2 separate regions of the Zea mays genome follow, and region 2 is linked to region 1. Evidence: chromatin contacts called from public Hi-C data. All regions are on one chromosome and are shown on one strand. The core of a region is the stretch at or near the end of the contact, and the rest is flanking DNA. Distances in the headings are between cores, read along the strand shown. Region 1 holds the start of LOC100381480. Region 2 holds the start of LOC100286052 (TBC1 domain family member 22A).

Region 1 (4,185 bases), core at 1,305-3,804:
TAATAGGCATCTTGTGCTTCCATATGCTAGCTTCAACCAATGTTCCAGCAGAGTAGGCTCAGACTAGCTCAAAAACAACTTTAGTATGGGCTGGGTGTGGGCCTTTAATGTACTGAGTTTATTGAGAACTGGGCTGTGTCGTTATGGGCCTTGAGTCTTTGTCGAAATGACTTAACATACTACCAATTAATATGGTTTAGTCCATTCTAATTACCGTTTAGTCTCTGCTTTAGTCCTACCGTTTGGCAATTTAGAGACTAAATGAAACTACTAACTTTTAGTCCATCAAATCAAACGGGGACTAAGATTATGTGCCATGATGCGTACTGTGAGGAGTAATATTCTGTCACAATATTCTTTTGAAGCTCGTGCATGCCTCGCAAGATTCTGAGTTCTTTTATCTCTTCCTCGTTCATTTCTCTTTTGCAACATGTACAGTGTGAGCAGTAGTCTAGATTCAGTGTATATAGTAGTAGCAGGAGTAGTAAGTAATGCATCCGCAGATCGACGAGAGACAACAGCTAGCTAGCAGGGCCCGGCCGGGGTGTCCTTAAAACACGCTCTGATCTGGACCAAGCTACTGCATGCATGCAGCGTAGTACTACGTACAGTACAGTTGGTATAGCTGCTACTGGGTGTAGTGTAGTGTAGCTGCTTTTATTTCCATTCCATCCGCCATCGCTTGTTGCACTACTACTGCTCATATATTTCCGGTTCAACACAGTGACGACGTACAGTACAGCCCATGTTTCGACGAGGAGACGTGCATGCGTGACCACGAACGAACGAGTAGCGGATCGATCGACCCCAATCATCCATGCATCATGCGTCACCACGAACGTACGCAGCCGCCTGCTACTCATCCCTGATTCAGTCGCCACCTTCTGAAAACCCCACGCTAGCTACTTCTTTCCCCGCGTACGTGTTCGATCGAAACCCATGATTCAACACTGTCACCCAATAATCTATATATGTTCATCATCATGCGGAATACTGAGAATTTTTAGTCAATGTTTTCACTAAATTTCATGTAAACCATGTTTTTTTGTACAATTGCTGATGATCTATTATTTATGTATTACCAAGGAAAAAGTTATATACATCGAATCACATTTTACGCTTGAAATGTGCAGTATCATTTATGATATAAGCTTCTTGTAACTACTGAAAAGTATCATTTATATATGATATAAGTCGATAGTATTTTTGCCAACAATTGACAAATATATGCACATTCTAAGTCATTAACCAATCTTGTGTATGTTTTTAGGTACTGGTACAATGTTTTTTTATGAGTTATACATATGATTTTTATGGCATATATAATTTTAAAGTTCAACCAATGATTGTTTTTATTGAATTGTTTCACCCGATTCCAATATAAAATTATAACGATTAACAAACAATTTTACGATTCACACCAGCATAGCTTACACGTATCCACAACAACATCCGCTAATTGTAACTACCATAAAAAGATCTCCTAAATCTATGCGCTTGCACGATCTGCCGATCTGGGAGAACTGACGTGGTTGGGGGACCGTGGGAGCGCACATGCCGTCTAGGCACTCGTGGGAGGAATCGGTGCAACCGGGACTCTTTCGAGAATTCTAAGTGTTAAATTACACAATCATATGTATAATCTGATGCAGACAACCTTAGTATACTCTAATTTTCATATGGATCGAGGTTGTCTGCCGCCTGCGACTGCGACTGCGAGGATACGATGGAAGTTAATGCGATCAACTGTCACATACGTGCGCACTGGTGGTACGATGTGAGACGTTGCAACGGCAGCTGCGCGGTCGATACGTCCTGGTACAAGTTGAAGATAATCAACTCTGCGACTCCCTTCTCTGAGAGCAAATCCATCCAGCAGCCCAGCGTGTCCACGTCGGGCGAGAGCGACGAATGGAGGCGGAACGAAGATACTGGGCCCGGATGGTGGCCAAGGATCCTCGTCATAGCTTCCACTAGGTCCCATGGCTGCTCGGGTTCATGTGGAGGCCAGCCAACCCTGACTGTGATGAGTCCCTCGTCGTGGAGGACCAATGGGGCACTCTCCCAGGCGGTGTCCCGCGGAGCAACGGCACGCCGGTAGACGAAGAGGTCAAGCATTAAGGGGTCGTACTCCCCGTCAATCTTGGAGCCCGGCAGCTAGACCACTGCCGTTCGCCGGTAAAAATTACACAGGCTTAGAGCTTTTCAAACAAAATTTATCATGTAATTCGTACCTGCGAGAGGGCTTCCGCACAAAGGTGCTCGCGGTTCTTTCTGTCAGATTCTCTGTCTCTGCCTTCCACGGCGACCGTCTGCGCGACGGGAGATTCCTTGCAGCTGCCCTCCGTCGTCTCCATCGTAGCTTCTAACCATGGATGGAGGGATGTGGAGGCCGCCGCCTGCGCTGAGCCCTTGATGCCGACGCCGCTCTCCGCCGCATCAAGGAGGTGCGCTGAGCCCTTCTCGCCAGCGCTGCTCTCCGCCTCGTCAAGGAGGTGCGCTAAGCTAGCCCTTCTTGCAAACGGTGGAAGGAGATAGAAGATCAGAATATTGCGAGGAAGGAAATGCCGAGACTAGAGATTTTGCACCGACTCCATGTAGGCTGCTGCATTATATACTGGAAATTTAAGTCGGTTGGCAATAATAAAATAAAAAGACAATTTTGTGGATTCAAACTCTATTTTCATTTCTGTTATTATTTGAATTTTGCATTATTGCTTCTTTTTGCATAGAGATTTTTATACTTCTCCCATTAGTTTGGGCACTTTGCTCAGATCTATCATTTCTTTTTTTTTCTCTGCCCAGGAGCTTTAATATTTATAAAATTAAAAATAGAAAATGAATTATATTTAAATTCTAGGTTAGTACTTGACACAAATATGAACTATGAACTTGGTATGGATTTCTGTTGCTTTCTCAAGCATTTTGCACACTTGAAAAAGATTTTTGACAAGTTTCATAATCCCTATTTGATAGTATTAGCGCCCCTACATATGTGTTAGATGTTTGGATTGAGTTATACAATTATTTTGATCCAGTCTCTAAGCTTATACGATTATGCTTTTATATTTAAATTATAATGATGCGTGAATATTTTATGAGAACAAAAATACCTGATCCAACCATCCATCAAGGATTCAACGTCCATGATCAACCCACAAGGACCCCTCTCACTAGTAGCTGCTCACAAAGTAAAGCTACTCTGCTACTGTTCCTAGCAAATTGATGGGATGACCAAACAAAGTTGTTGGACAGCATTTTGAGGGGATAGCATATATTTTTTTAAATTGTATGTAATAAACAAAATGAAAGAATACACCCCATTGCAACAATAATTTGTATTCTTCATATGGACTTACCTCCTTTGTTGAGGTCGACATGTCTGTCGGTTCCCATTGGTGTCTTTGCGGGCTTGGCGTCCTTCATCCCAAACCGCTTGAGAAGATCTTGAGTGTACTTTGTTTGGGAGATGAAGGTGCCGTCCTTGAGTTGCTTCACTTGGAACCCAAGGAAGTAGTTCAACTCACCCATCAACGACATCTCAAACTTTTGGGTCATCACCCTGCTAAACTCCTCACAAGACTTTTGGTTAGTAGAACCAAATATTATGTCATCGACATAAATTTGGCATACAAAAAGGTCACCGTCACAAGTCTTAGTGAAAAGAGTGGGATTGGCTTTCCCAACCTTGAAAGCATTAGCGATTAAGAAATCTCTAAGGCATTCATACCATGCTCTTGGGGCTTGCTTAAGTCCATAGAGCACCTTAGAGAGCTTAAAAACGTGGTCGGGATACCTGTCATCCTCAAAGCCAGGAGTTGTTCCACGTACACCTCCTCCTTGATTGGCCCGTTTTGAGGAAAGCGCTCTTCACATCCATTTGAAACAACCTGAAAGAATGGTGAGCAGCATAGGCTAATAGAATGCGAATAGACTCTAGCCTAGCCACAGGAGCAAAAGTCTCCTCGAAATCCAAACCGGCGACTTGGGCATAACCTTTTGCCACAAGTCGAGCCTTGTTTCTTGTCACCACCCCGTGCTCGTCTTGCTTATTGCAGAACACCCACTCGGTTCCCACAACGTTTTGCTTTGGACGTGGCACCAGGCTCCAAACTTCGTTTCTCTTGAAGTTGTTGAGCTCTTCCTGCATGGCCAACACCCAGTTCGGATCCTGCAAGGCCTCTT
Region 2 (3,721 bases), core at 1,185-3,684, 320 kb after region 1:
TCGCCCGACGCGCGCCATGGTGACCCAGTCTCTGGCATGGGGGCTCGGGCCCACGAGTCATACTCTTTGGGCGTTGGCCTCCGTGTGCGGAGAAGACCAGTCCGCCGCGTGAGGAGCACGCCACCGCCCGCGGTAAATGCGCCTCTTCGTCTCCGCCGAAGGCAGCGGACCAGTCCGCCGCGTGAAGAGCATGCTACCGCCTGCGGTAGTGCGCCTCTTCATCTCCACCGAAAGCAGCGGACCAGTCTCTAGCACGGGGGCCCGGGCCCACGAGTCATCCTCCATGGGTGCCGGTTCCTGGGTGCAAAGAAGTCGAACCGCCGCTCGCGCCAATACCTCGCCTCCTCGAAGCCCTCACAGAAGATTGAGAAATTTTCGAAACCAATGCAGCGGTATCAAGGCACCCCGCGCTTGGCCCGGCAAAAGCATTAAGTGCAGAGGTCACGGGTCGGTCAGCCGCGGGGACAAGCGTGTCAGTTGGCGTGTTCAAAGGCGGGCTGGCAGTAATTTTGCCAACAAGCGCACAGAAGCAGCACACCAATCAACAATCCAGCTTTGGCCCCACCTATAGGCTCGTATCCTCCCCTGAGGCGGGCCCGGGAGCCACTGTCAGTACCCTGGAAAAGGGGTACCCGTTACTACAGTATGAAGGTGCGATGTCCATGCGACTATCTTTAGTCGCGTGGCGAACAAACACTCGACCCCACCACGTGGACGGCTTCAGGGCCGCCACGTGGCCAGGGGAGACAATACCCTCCAAGGTATCAACGGTGGGTCCGGACCCCATGGGAAGGTGTTGGACCCCAGCATATCCGGACCGGACCTCAGGGCAGGGTCCAGGATCTCTGCGGGTACAAACCGGACCCCCGGGACGGGTCCCGGACCTCTCTGTGTAGGGTCCGGGCCACCCTCAGCAGGGTCCCGAGATTCTGGGGCAGAGAATACCTAGGCTATCAAGACCAGGCGGGGGGTCCGGAGCCGACACGTGTCCGGGCCATACCATGTACACTTCCGCTCCCCGCTCAAGCGGAGGCCCGATGCTGCCACGTGGCATATCGCCCGTGACGTAAGCCAGCGGGCGGAGCCTGACGTAAGGCCTCTGGGCCGCGCGGTCTTTGCATTTATTGCGGAGAAGACGCGCCGCCTGACTATTCCGCTGACAGGTGATGTGCCGCCTCAGCATTTAATGTGTCCTGTCCAATCCGCTGGCAGGTGGCGTCCAGGCCATCCTGCAAGCGGCGTGTCTGTCTAGTCCATTGCTAAACAGTACGCCCGTGCTGCGAGGAGCACTGTGACCATCATCATTCGTACATTGCCAAGAGAGGCTTCCCCTGCACGCCAAAGCTATGCAGATCGCGGATATTAGGGCGCAAGGAGACTACTCCAGCAACGAACATCAGTTGCTCCAAGTATTACATTCGTTATATCCGTTATGTCTCTGAGCCCGCATGTCGGGGCTCAGCACCCTTGTACGTGCCCCCCTTCAACTATAAAAGGGGAGGCACGCAACGTTACAACACAGGCTAGAACGGGCTGAAACGGACTCAGACCCAGCATAGACTCTAGCTCTCTCAAGCACACTTAGACTCACAAGTTCATACAAGTTCAATACATCACGCAGTGGAGTAGGGTGTTACGCTCCGGCGGCCCGAACCACCCTAAATTCTTGTGTGTTCTTGTGTTCTCCCCATTTTCCAACTAACAAGCAAAACGTTTAGGCCCCTCCTCATCTTAGGATTTAGAGCGGGTGCATTTCGCCACCCGGTCAGAGAATTTTCTCTCCGACAGTTTCAAAATTATTAAACAATATTATTAAATTAGGTCTCTCGCATATAAATTGTAGGGACTAAAGTTTAGGTGAAAGTAATCAGACACCCCCTTCTGTCTAGTAGACGAGGCGAATGCAAATTCAGCTTTTTTTTGCATCCTTATGCAAAACACACTCCTTTGTAGACCCTCACACAGGGGTGGTAATAAATTACGATCTAAATGTTCTTTCACAAAAAGTTAGTACCCTTAAATAATTTTAGTTAAAAAATAAATAGGAATATAGTCTGATACTAATCTGATTTGATCCTTAAAGTTTGTAGTATAAAATATTGAGTTCATTACCACCTCTACTCTCACATCCACCACTTAGAAACCCACAAAAATAGAAGAAAAACAAATTGCTAAGACGTTAAGTTGCATATTTCGATCTGTTTTTTAGGCCTACGGGTGGTATATGTGAGGAACTATGCGTTTGTATCCGGCATGTATATAATTTTTTTTTCGCAAATTCGTTACAAGAGCCAGTTTTCTAATAAAAAAAGAAAATGGAAGTTAGGAAAGAAGAAAGCATGCACATCAAACATCATGAACTAGAGAGGCGTAAACTATGACGTACGCTTTCATTACTACGATGTGAAATCTCCTTGCAAGCGCTTTCAGTTGCGTTCTCGCTTCTCTTCTCGTGGATCCCCAAATCCTCTCCGGCCACCGGCATCGCTCCTCTCCCGCCCGCCGACGCCGACCGCTCCTATCCACGCCACCGCGTCGGTGCTCGAGTTGCCTCAGAGAGGGAGAGAGAGAGAGAGAGAGGGAGGGAGGGAGGGAGGGAGGGAACGGCGCTCACGCTGTTCCGATTCGAACGAGCTCGCCCGGCGATTTTTTTTTTTCCTGGAACGGGCTGGCTCCGAATCTCGGCGAAGTGTGGGGAGCGGCTCCACCCTCCAACCAAGCACCGGTACGAACGGGATTGCTCCACCCCGTCACCCCTCATCCCTCCATTCCAACCAGGCGCATCCTTAGATCGGTGACCGAACCGCTTGCCTCGCAGCAGGATCAACCAGAAGGCGGGCGCGCGGGCGGCAGGCGGCGGTGCTGAGAACACGGGTGGCACTGTCTGGACGGACGCTGCGGATCTCGGCGATTCTTCGCGGCCTGCGTCAAGGGCGGATCGGCAGCGATGAGCGGCGGCGGCGGCGGGAGCCCCAATAACACGGAGTGGCGCTTCAACCAGACCCTCCGCAACGTGCAAGGGTAAGCAGGCCGGCCTTTCCTTCCTCGCGCGAGGCGTTCCCTCCGCTTCGGTCCGATTGCCCCGAGATGAGACGGGCCGTCGATGCGGCCACACCTTTGCGTATCATCAGACTGTCGGTGCACCAGAGCACAGTTCCTGGGTTGCAATTCACCAAGAAATGCTTTGATATGGTTCTCTTTACCTGTTGTCATCCGAAAATAACCAAACTGCACTTCTATAACCTGCATCCTTGCTAGTTTTGTCGTTGTCTCTATCTGGATCTCAACGCGTTGTTCTAGGCATCGTATGCACTACCTGCTCGAAACCTTAACGAATGACCGCCGGTCGCTTCCTTTTCCAAATTATCAGAATGCTTAAAGGACGCAGCTTTCCTGGGAAGGTTTTGCTAACCCGGCGATCCGAGCCTCTCTCCCCTCCTGATTATTCTCCAAGCTTTGAGAGCGAGCACGATGAAGATGAGCGCAAGGAGGGTTCTCGTCAGGAGGTGATATGCTATTAGTTTTGATTACTTTTGGCACGTAGAGAAGATGTATTGGGACTGATGGAGCGTGTTTTAACTGTCACACTGTGCAGGGAGAAGGTCAAGCATCTGGAAACTCATTTGACAATGCAAGTTCAAAGAAATCAAATATTCTGTCAACAAGTAGTTCAAATTCATTGCCAGATGCTCAGGGGCTAGTTTCTGGGGCTAGAGCTACT

The links. Hi-C and Micro-C count contacts between places; a contact is called where the count stands out from the background.
Region 2: a Hi-C map of ear shows a contact between it and region 1, with 2.2 times the contacts expected there. The contact joins the promoter of LOC100286052 here to the promoter of LOC100381480 in region 1. A contact is called at or near these places in 2 of 25 Hi-C or Micro-C datasets (ear and tassel).

Annotation. Positions count from the first base shown.
Region 1 is chr4:176,196,018-176,200,202 of Zm-B73-REFERENCE-NAM-5.0, forward strand. LOC100381480 reads right to left here and starts at 2,555. Exons shown (of 2, transcript NM_001174316.1): 1 at 2,235-2,555; 2 at 1,603-2,157. The coding sequence starts at 2,357. The coding sequence ends at 1,750.
Region 2 is chr4:176,512,003-176,515,723 of Zm-B73-REFERENCE-NAM-5.0, forward strand. LOC100286052 (TBC1 domain family member 22A) reads left to right here and starts at 2,435. Exons shown (of 11, transcript NM_001158940.1): 1 at 2,435-2,725; 2 at 2,822-3,021; 3 at 3,371-3,506; 4 at 3,596-3,721. The coding sequence starts at 2,948.